Linked DNA regions of Mus musculus: region 2 is linked to region 1. Evidence: chromatin contacts called from public HiChIP or PLAC-seq data. All regions are on one chromosome and are shown on one strand. The core of a region is the stretch at or near the end of the contact, and the rest is flanking DNA. Distances in the headings are between cores, read along the strand shown.

Region 1 (5,480 bases), core at 1,962-4,461:
TGTCTGACAGCCTCATCTGCTGTGTGGCAGTTAATGGAGGAATGCCCCCGCCCCCCCACGGAGGGAGGCTGGGTTTTTCACGCAGCGTATCTGGCCTCCCTCCACCCCAGTGTTCCTCTGGGGAAGATTTTCCATATCACAATCACAGCCTGAATTCTAGAACCCTACAGGACAGGGGGACAGAGGCAGAGGTGGAATGTACAGACATTGTGAGACAACGTGCTTCCTAATAAACACCTGAACACTTGGGGAGGAAGGACCAGCTAACTCCAAGCTGCTCTCTGAAAGGCAGCCTGCAGGGCCTAACCTCAGCCTGCCTTCACTGCTGACCCCAGAACCACCTCGTGCCAGGAACAGAAGACTCCAATCAGCCTTGTTAGACCAACAGTAGGAGCTGCCTGCGAATTGTACCAGGAGCCTCCATCCCTCTGATTGCAGACCCTTGAAGTCCCACTGCCTCCACCAAGTGTGATCACCAAGACACTGTGGCCACCTGTACCCGGAGCAGTCACAGGCTTATAAATCAAACCCTGAGCCAGGCTCTGCTGGCCACGCCTACCCACAGCCCACCTAAACTTAGGCAAGCCAGGGCCCCGGTATAGCCCCCAACTGCTCATCCAGACAATATCTGGGCCTCTGACATCCACCAGCTGGCTCAGCAGATGCTCTGAGAATAATGTAGAATGCTTTCCGGACTTGAACTTTTGGCTGAGACCTTCTCAATACCACAGGAACAAAAAAGAGAATATCTCTTTTCCTAGTCCAGACAGAGAAACAGAGAAATAGAAGACAAGATCCCTGGCCTGAACTCCATTCTTGCTTTATCTCAGCCACACCAGGCAAATCAGACAAGTCCCACTCAACAACTGCACAGAACTAATGTTCACCCCCCCCCCAAGACACAGCTGACTTTGCCCAAGCTGTGAACAACCCAAAGGTCCTTCCTCAGATGAATAGAGAATAGAATGGTGGTATATCCATTCAGTGGAATAGTACTCAGCAGTTAAAAGGAACTATAGCTATAGTAAAGACTGTGTGGATGAATCTAACATCAAATTGATCAAAAAGGGCCACATCAAGAGAACACGTTGAACTGCACCATTCAACTGTAACGGGGTCCAGAGACAAATTGAACCTACATGAACTAAAAACAAAGATGAGGATAAGGATCAGGCTCAGAATAAAGGTTGCCTTGGTGATGGGCGGGTGAGGTTACTGACTGGGAAGGAAGGTGAGGGATCTGGGAATCTTTATGTAGGTAGCAATTACCTGAGGTGTACCCACAACTAAAAGCATGCTAAGCTTACGCTTAAAATCAGTCTATGTCATACATGTAATACATATGTAATACATATGACATTTGAGATACATGATTTGAAGTTGGCCTCTTACTAACAGAATCCATTGCTGTTCAAATTATAACTGATATTTTGCCTGAAAGTGTGGTCACCTCAAAGCGAGGAGCTGAGACACCCCTCTAGCCCTTCAAGAACTGTCGCAAATCATGCTGTGTAGTCCCATCTCTCTGCCTCACTTCGCCGCCTGTTCCTTTACAATAATTGAGCTCTACCAAGGGACCTGATCCTACAAGAATAATTGTCTGTGGCAGATAGTATGTGCTCATTAAAATGCCTAGTGATTGCCTAAGGTACATGAGACACACCAGATCTGACAGCCCCAACCAGATACCATCTCAGCAATGGTATGCTGCCCACCCCAAACCAAACCCAAGCTCTCTCCATCACTGCAGCTCTGAGCCTCCTCCTTTGACACAAATCACAGTAGCTGTACAGTAGCAGAATCCAGAGCTGCCAGTGCAGTGCCCACTCCCTGAGCCGCCCGCTGGCTCCTTTTCAGGTCACCTCTGCAGACCTGCACTGTCCTTGCCAAACCTCAGTTGGAGAGGGCCACGTGAGCTCCCAGAAAACATTCTCTCAGGTGTAATGTTTAATCTAGACTCTTCCCCCCCACCCCCCGCAGGGGCTCCCTGCCCTGCTGGCAAAAGGGACACCCACAATCCTCCTGCCCCACCTCTGTCCAGACCTTCCAGTTGGATCCTGGCGAATTCAACCTTGGACTCTTCTTCAGCCCCGAGTCAGTAGGGGAAGTGGCTTAACCCAGCCTCACCTGTGCATGGGGCCAGGTGGGTGAGGAGGCCGGAAGTGGATTTATGTCCAATTCTGCAAAGCTCCCATAGGAGAGAGGGGGCTCGAAACACACTCCACCCACAGGGCTTGAGAGCAATGCCTTTTGCGAGTGGGAGGGGTGGGTCTCTTTTCCTTAAGAGCGCTCTCTCTCTCTCTCTCTCTCTCTCTCTCTCTCTCTCTCTCTCTCTCTGTGTGTGTGTGTGTGTGTGTGTGTGTGTGTGTGTGTTTGCTAAGTTTCCACACCCAATACTTTCTTTTGGAAGATACTTCATAGTCATAGGTGGCAGAACCACAGAGCCCAAGTCTGACACACGGGCCACCAGGAGTTTCTCTTTCATCTTGTCAACCGCCTCAGGCAAGGGGGTTTAGTTCCAGCCCCTCCCTAGTCTGTGGGGCTGGGTAGAGAAGGTCTTCTGAACCTCACTCAGTTCACTGGAGTCCTCAGCGTGCCCCCATCATCCAGAGCCTCTCGGGACTGACGCTGTGCCCCACTCCAGGTCCCCAGCCCCATAGCTACTTCGGAAGAGCTTTAAGTCTGGCTTGTGCGCACACAGCACACAGTGGCACTTTCTCCTGGCCCTGACCCGGGCCACCGCCCCCCAAGACTCCACGTACAAACTTCTCTAAACTACCGGAGGCGGTAGGAGGGGGGTGATGGTCCCCTGCTGGGAATGGGGTGCACACACGCGCGTGCCCACACGCACACGCGTGCACACACACGCCCACGCACCGCCCCACCCCCTGAGCTCTGCAAACCCGGCGCAGGCCAGCCACACCGGCTCCGGGGCGCACGGGGGGAACCAGCCGGGCCCACGCTTGGTGGATACGGGCCCTCCGGGGAGGCCGGGGCCGCGGTACCTTGCAGGTTTTGCACACGGATGTCGCTGATCTGCCCGATGAGCTCCTCGCGCTGGAACCAGTCCCACTCCTGAGCAGCCATGGAGCGCGCGCGGCGGGCCGGGGCGGCGGGCGGCGGGCGGCGGGCAGCGGGCAGCGAGAGGTGGGCGGCTAGCGCGGGGCTGGTGGGCGGGCGAAGGGCCGGCCCCGCCGCGGGCGGACGGGCTGGCGGGCGGGCGCGGGCGGCGGAGCGGGGCGCCCGGCGCGCGCTCACTGCCCGGCGGGGGCGGGGGCCCCGGGCGGGAGGGAAGAGGGCGGGGCGGGGCGGGAGGAGCCGGCCTCAGGACAGTCCTTTTTTTTTTTTTTTCCTTTTTTTTCCTCCCCCACCCGCAGGGTGGGTGTTGGTTGGATTGTTTGGTCGCAAACGCACAATGATGAGGCACAGGGGGGTCGCAGCCCATAGATTGTGATGTCTTGAGGGGGTGGGCCTGGTGACGCAAGCCAGGGTGCCCCTAGCGCTGGTCCAGGATGTCTGCCCCTTCCCTATCCTGTCCCTTCTAGTCGCAGTAGGAACTCCTCCTATGCCTGGATCATCTCCCTGCTAAAGGCAGCTAAACCCTGTCCATCTCTGATCCCAGGACCATGGAAAGTGAGTGATGGGCTAAGTGATGTGGAGATGGAGTTTCCTATAGAGCAGGAGTTGGGGGCAGCGGGAGTGGGAGGGGGGATCCTTTCTTGGTTTAAGAGTAAAGGCCACTTCCGGTTCTCTCCAGCTGTTGGGAGAAACAGCTCTCCTCCCAGAAATGGGTTCCTTTGGGGTCTTGGCCACAAGAAATCTGGTGCTTTATCGAAACCCCAAGGACAGGCTGGGCAATGGCTCAGGTGGTTCCCTGCTTGCCTCGCACGCAGGAAGCCTTGGGTTTGATCCCATGCGCAACATAAACGGGGTCTTTGCATAATCTGTGGTCCTAGCACTCTGGAGATGGAGACAGCAGGAGAAGTTCAAGGTCATTCACAGCCACCTGGATGAGTTTAAGGTCATCCTGGGATACCTGAGACAGAACAGGCCTTTGTGGTTCCCACTCTGGGCCCCTGTGTCTTTTAACCTGAGAATTCTGGAGCTTATCTTGTTTGGGGCTCCACAGGGCCTGTGTACTTGCAGCCAACTCCTTTATCGGTTAGCCAACAGAAAATCTGGGAGTTTGTCTAAAGTGAGGAATGACTTAGGGGTACACAAGTCCCAGTGTCTTGCTCTCTGTTCAGATCCTACCTACAAGAAAACCAAGTATGCCATTGGTAGGATGAATGCCCAGAGGGAGAAAGTGCGCAGAGCTCTCTGAGTATGGAGACTCACCGAGGCCTGCTGACCATTGCCATGTCTGTGGAAAGCCCAGCAATGAGCAAGCAAAGATGAAGGCCACAGACATGTCTCCTGGGAGAAGCGGGCCCTGGGGGGGGGGGGGGCAATGAGAAGACCCTTAAGTCATTTGTGTTTAACCCAATAACCAGCTGAGATGACAATCCCAGATCAAAGTGATCTTCAGAAAGGGGGACATTGTCAGCTGAGGGCAAGGAGCCAGGGTGGAGGTAACATCAGCAAGGGTCCCATAAAGCCTGACCCTGAAGCTGAGACTAAAGGAAGGGAGAGGCCCACCTCCCCAACCCCCCAGAATCCAACCCCCAGGACCAGGCATCCACCCAGCAGAGTAGATCATGATCTCAGTGCAGATCATGGGTGTCTGAGGCTCTCACTAGACCACTCTGTCCCTGCCTGGATTCAAGGTTACGCTATAGAGCCAGGTCCAGTTAACATGCATGGTCTCACCTCTCCTCCACAAGGCATCCCACTTGAATTCGATTTCTATCTTTGCTGTGGGTTGAAAATCATTTCCTTCACAAAGCCAAGTGCTAAGAAAGTCAGCTTCGTTGTCTCCATTGTGAGATGGCCAATAGAGAACTTGACTCAAAACAGTATGTGGTTGAAAAATGATCAGAAAGGACGGGCTATCTGTGATGCCTATTCTTGGGAATGACGGGGAAGGAGGCCTGAGTCACTGCTGATTAAACACCAACTGTAAACCTGATGTTTCTTTGAATCAAAATGGAAGGAATTTTAGGTGGTTTTCCAAATGGCCTGGGAGCCAGAACTCACTGTGAAGCTGAGCCCTAACAGCACCTGGATTGTCACTGAATGAATAGGATCTCCTACAGGACCTCTAAGGGCGTTGGGAGCACACCTGGTCTCTCTCATTGGTCCTTGGGCTTATACCCTCACCTGTCAATTATAGTACTCCACTTCGATCTATCGCTACAAGTTGCTGCAGGTCCTGGCTATCACCAGGGCTTGTGGTCTGGTGCGCTCTGTCCCTCTTGGATTCATGTTTGGAAGCCTGCCCAGCCAGCATGGTGATTTCAAGAGGCTATGAGACCCTAAGAGGTGTGGCCTCCTGAGGGGTCTTAGGTCTCAGAAGGAATTAAAGTTGTTGTCGTGGGACC
Region 2 (5,480 bases), core at 839-3,338, 130 kb after region 1:
GACATGGAACTCTTGGCTCCTCCTCCAGCAACATGTTTGCCTGTGTGCCTCCACACTCCCCGCCATGATAAGAATGGACTAAACCTCTGAACCTATAAGCCAGCCCCAACTACCCCCAATTAAATGTTTTCCTTTATAAGAGTTGCCATGGTCATCGTGTCTTTCTACAGCAATAGAAACCCTAATTAAAACAACAAGCACCATTCCCAAAACCCACTTAAAAAGCTGGGTATGCTGATGATGTACTTGATGGGGAGGCAGAGACAGAATGGTCCTGAGCCAAGTAGGCAGACAGCCTACTAGGCAAGCTCCAGGCCAGTTAAAGACTTGGTCTCACACCCAAGATTGTCATCAACCTACACAGAGAGAGAGAGAGAGAGAGAGACAGACAGACAGACAGACAGAGACAGAGAGAGAGAGGCAGGCAGACAAAAAAAAAAAAAAAAGGAGACCTCTGAACTGTAGTTCCTTCTAGATTGCCAATTCCAATGCAACCACACCTTTTCCAGTCCTGCCCATCTCTCAGTCCCCCTACCCAGGGCAGTGCCTGGCACACAGGACACCTTCAGAGAGAATGAAAGAGCCAGCTTCCCCTGTTAGAACAGAGCTTCACTCATCGTGTGGAGACAGACTTGCACGGCTTCCTTGCTACGCAGCTCACTCACGGAAGCACAAGCAAATGAGAGAGAGAGAGAGAGAGAGAGAGAGAGAGAGAGAGGCTGATCCAGGAGAGAGAGGCAGGCTGAGCCAGGGTCAGTGCGAGGAGATTCTGTGGGGAGAGGACTTTGCTCAGGAAGAGGTCAGTAAGGAAGAAGAACAGTGGCGGTGGCTGGGAAAGGCTCATACACGGAGTGGGAGAACACATGCAAAGGCATGAATTACCTTCCCGGTCGCTTGTCTCCAGCACGGAGGAAACAAGGAAGACTCTCCAGCCCACACATCCACAGGGACAGGAATTATTAAGCACAGGGTTCCAGACAGGCAGGGTTGGCCCCAGGATAAGAAAGCTTCCACCTGCCTAGCAAAGAGAGGAACAGGGCCTTGGAGACTTCTAGAACATGGAAGTCCGAAGGGGACACCCATCCCTAGTCAGAACCGCAGGGCTAACCTGGGGTAATGTCCACCATCTGGGTGATCACTGGTCCTGGTTAGCTGGGCACTTTTTTAGTACTAAGCTCAGATGAATATTCTGTCTGAGGCGAATTGAGAACAGCTGACCAACCACTTCCACCTTCCTCTCCCCTCCCGAGGTCTGCCCGTCCCCTCCTCTCTCAGCCACTCGCAGAGTCCTGCAGCCTGCGGTATGCTCTCAGAGGCAGCCAGAAACCAAGCAGCTTGTCCTGGGGACCACAAGGGATGCCTTCACTAGGGACCAATGCCTGGGTGTCCCCATCTCTAGCAGATGCACAAGACCCTGGCTTAGTTCATCCTGCTTCTAAAGACAGCTGCCTCTGATCAGGCATTGCCTCCTGCGAGCTCCCCGAGGCCTCCTCCCAAGCCTGATTTGACTTTCAGAGTGACGCTGCCCAGCAAACACCCAATCAACTGAGGAGGCAGCATCCCTGAGGACACACCCACCTCCACAACACAGAGAAAACCAAAGCTAGCAGAGCATGCTGCCCATGCCTGAAATCCCAGCACTTGGGAGGCTGAGGCAGGAGGATTGCCACAAGTTCAAGACCAGCCTAGGTTAAAAAGCCATTATCAAGTCAGGGCTACACAAGACTTAAAAACTTAGAAACAAATAAAACAACACATAAAAAATTAATAATCACCATACTATAAAGTGAAATTTGATGCTGAATTTTAAAATACAAAACACCAAGGTTAAATCTTGCCAGAGATTTATCTCCAGTGTTCGCTTCACAGCACCTGGAAGACAACATTCTTCCAAATGGACATTCCACAATCCTGGTTTTAGAACCTTCTGGAACCTTCCTCACCTGTCCAGAAGAAACTCAGAAAAACATGATCCTTCCCAAATGTTTGTCTGTAGGCTGGAGTCTCTAAATTGGAACTCTATGTGAAGATACGCCCTCAGTCTGGAGCCACGCCTAGCTGTGGGACCCCTCAACAATGCTGGTCCTCCAAGACTGCCAGGCACAGCAGGAAGGAGATATGAGAGCCCTCACCCCAGGGTAAAGGCGATGATTAAATTAATCCCTGTCAGCAAGCTCCCAGATCAACGGGATGTAATCTCCCGCAGGGCCCTGCAAGGGCATTGTTCGGAAAGAGCTGGGTATTTGCTGAGCAAATGAGCAAATAAGTTATCTAACCCTAGCTCCCAGTCAATCAGCAGTCACAGCACTGAGACCTGCTTCAGACCATTGTGGCTGGACTCAAACTCATGGCGATGCTCCTATCTCAGCCTTCCAACACACAGGGACTACAGGTATGAACCATGTTCAGTCCTGGGAACCCACAGGGTTCTACCCTGCAGCTCAGGGCTCCTGAATGACCAGTTTACTGTGTTTCGGGAAAGTACCAGGCCCCTGTGGGCACTGAAGTCTTGTAATATCGTCACCAAATTTACAGGACAATAATGGCTCCAGGGAAAGATCTTGACGACCAGATAGAGCATCTCAGAATGCTTTGGGGAAGAGGCAAACACATCATGTTGAAAGAATTCTCCACGCCAATCCCAAGGGCTGACGTAAAGCCTCCTGGGAAACTCCTTTGTTAACCCTCAACCACTCCAGTGTAGCCTAGCTCCCTGGAGTGTCCTGGGTCCTCAGCACCTGAGGTGAGGTTTCCTTCAGGGTGTCGGCCCCACCCTTCAGCCACGTGTACACAGGACATGCCCGGACCTGCACGTGCTCAGTCTCCCCAGCATGGGGCAGGGTTGCCAGGGGCCCTGCAAGCCTGCCTCAAAGCCATGAAAGAAGCCGGAGCCGACCACAAAAAGTGCAGATGGTTGCTTCATTCACTCCTGACTTACATTTATATTAAAGGGAAACTTTGTATCTTTCCCTCAAATGAGGAAACAGGATCAATGGTGAGTCTATTACACATCCTAAGAAATTAGCCCGCTGGACAGACACACACCCAAGAACTTCTTCTGTTTGCACAGAAGTCTTCACCTTGATAGAGAGTGAAGGAAGTAACAGAAAGAGGACACATTAGTGCCACCCAGAAGTGTCCCCAACTGTCCCAGGCCAACCCAGGGCTCTCAACTATCCCTGCCCATCAGGATTGCCTAAGAGTTTCCAGAAGAAACAACCTCACTTCCAGAGACTTCTAATTCTACTGGCAACGCAAGTGACCATGAAAACATCCTATAAACAGAATTGTTCAAAGAACCAGAAAGGGCCAGGGATGTAGGTCAGGGAGCAGAGAGAGTTCTTGGGTAGCACACACACAGCCCGGGGCTCAATTGCCAGCACCACCTATACCAAATGTGGTGGCGGCACACGCCTGTAATCCCAGCACTTTGGAGGTGGAGGCAGGAGGAGCAAGGAAGTCAAGGTTGTCCCTGTCTACGCTCTGATGCCTTGAGCTTGTAATACCCCTGTTCTGAGTTCTACATCCAGAACCAGGAAGATCAAGGCTGGAAACCAGACAGCAGGTCAGGATGTGATGTGCTGGGTCCCACTGTAGAGACCTTGACACTCCCCACACCCAGGTCTATTCCATAAGAGAAAAAGACAGCTGTGATTAAGGAATGTAGCCTGCATCCTGTCACCTGAGCTGAGGGCAGAGTCACCTGCAGCTGTGCCAGCTCAACTCTCTGCAGGTGCAGTGGGTGGAGGAGGCAAAAATGCTCAGCTACCTGCGGCCTTTCCTTCAGGCTTGGGAGCACCCTCCTCCAGATTTGGGAGCACCCAGGAAAATGGGGAGAGGTGCCCTGAGAGGATGGATGTTCAGGGGTCAGGGAAGGTGTGGCCAGCCCCCCAGGACAGGTGAGTTAGCCCCGTAGGAGACAGCCAAGATATACTGCAGGTGAGAGAACCAGGATTCCCACCAGATCTGTCAGATTGTACCTCAGGCCCAGGAGGAGGAGAAAGAAACTGATTAAATAGAAAGCAGAGCCGACCTTTGCATAGAAAGAGAGATGATGTAAGAAGTACTTTGCTCTGTGGGGTAACCAAACAACCTGATGACTCCTGGCCTCTTGGGGTGGGGGTGGGGGTTCATGACACAGACCCAGCCAGATGACTCTGCAGGTAAGGGGGCCTACTACCAAGCCTGACAAACCTGAGTTCCATTCTCTCAGACCCACATGGTAGAAGGAGAGAACAGGTTTTCCAGGCAGTGCACGAAGTCATCCCTGATACACTGTCCCCCCCCAACCCACTGAGCTTCCCTGACTCCAGGCTACCACCCCCTGGGGTGGCCGATGTTTATGGCACCTTCTTACCCACCAAACTGTTTCCACAGAGCAGGGATGTGTCCCTGGCATCTTGCTACCCATTCCAGCTCAGTCAAGGTCAAGTACATCGAAGGAATGCAGTAGTCCAGGGTATGTGGGTTACAGGGCGGAAGAGCCCAGATCCCAGCCACAAACACGTGTCTCTCTGGCTTCCAGACCACAGCCAGCTCCTGCTAGGAGCTTCATGACTAATCTTGCCACTTCCTGTGGGTGACAAACACAGGAACTGAGGGCCATCCTCAGTCCTCGTCACTAAAGCCAAGAACTCACCCAGGGATAGTCAGCCTGGACACCTGGGTGATCTTACACAGAGAAGCGGGAATAAGGGAGGCCTCCAGAAAGAACTTTAATATATATATATCCATTCCTTAAAATCAGCTCCAAGCAACGTTGAGCTTGAAGTCCATAAATAGGCAAGCAAATTACACGATCAGGCTGGCTGATCAGTGCTGGGTGAACAACCGACCATTTAACCTGGCAACCCCAACTGACTCACGGGCTACCTACAAACCTCCAGCCTGTGGTCGGCAAGTCTCAATAGCTAACGAACAGGATGCAAATGGAGGGGGAAATAGCCAGGGAACAGGCATGGTGCTCCGGTGTAGGGCCCTAGCTCTGGGGGACCGGTGACATTGCTGGGCCCATGCATGGTCTTGGGGACTTCCCCTGAGAAATGGCTTGGCACAGGGGAGGCCCTGGAGTTTCACAGGATCTGCCTAGCTGGAAGGCTGAAGTCTAGGTGGGTTTGCTCTCCGTTTTCATAATCAAGTTGTGGAGTCTGGATCCAAGCACCTGAATTCAACTCCTAGCTGCACTGGCACCTGAAGATGATAAGGGTGGGTTATTTAACACTCTTCCAAAAAGAGTGATGTCAGCTCGTCTCTCTGAATAGCTGTGGGCCGAACAGGGGATGTAAAGAACACTATGCACAATCAATGCTGGCCCCAGCAAGTAAGTGCCCAGAAGAGGCTGGCTGTCATGGTGGACTGGACAGAGAATCTCCTATGTCGCTCACTCACTCCATCACCGTCCTCGTGAATCATTCCATAGACACATTCAGCCCTCCACATCCACAGCGCCTTCAGCCAAGGATGCAACCAGACAGAGAGAA

The links. HiChIP or PLAC-seq counts read pairs in DNA pulled down with a chosen protein or histone mark.
Region 2: an H3K27ac HiChIP or PLAC-seq map of extraembryonic endoderm stem cells shows a contact between it and region 1. The contact joins the promoter of Syne3 here to the promoter of Clmn in region 1. A contact is called at or near these places in 3 of 39 promoter capture datasets (cranial neural crest, hippocampal neurons and liver), 2 of 484 Hi-C or Micro-C datasets (embryonic fibroblasts and liver), 1 of 115 datasets of contacts at active chromatin or transcription factors (extraembryonic endoderm stem cells) and 2 of 9 other capture datasets (adipose tissue and pancreatic islet).

Annotation. Positions count from the first base shown.
Region 1 is chr12:104,861,865-104,867,344 of GRCm38.p6, forward strand. It overlaps Clmn (calmin), which reads right to left and starts at 3,212. Exons shown (of 14, transcript NM_053155.2): 1 at 3,006-3,212. The coding sequence starts at 3,087.
Region 2 is chr12:104,996,589-105,002,068 of GRCm38.p6, forward strand. It overlaps Syne3 (spectrin repeat containing, nuclear envelope family member 3), which reads right to left and starts at 2,089. Exons shown (of 19, transcript NM_001042699.2): 1 at 1,944-2,089; 2 at 883-1,014.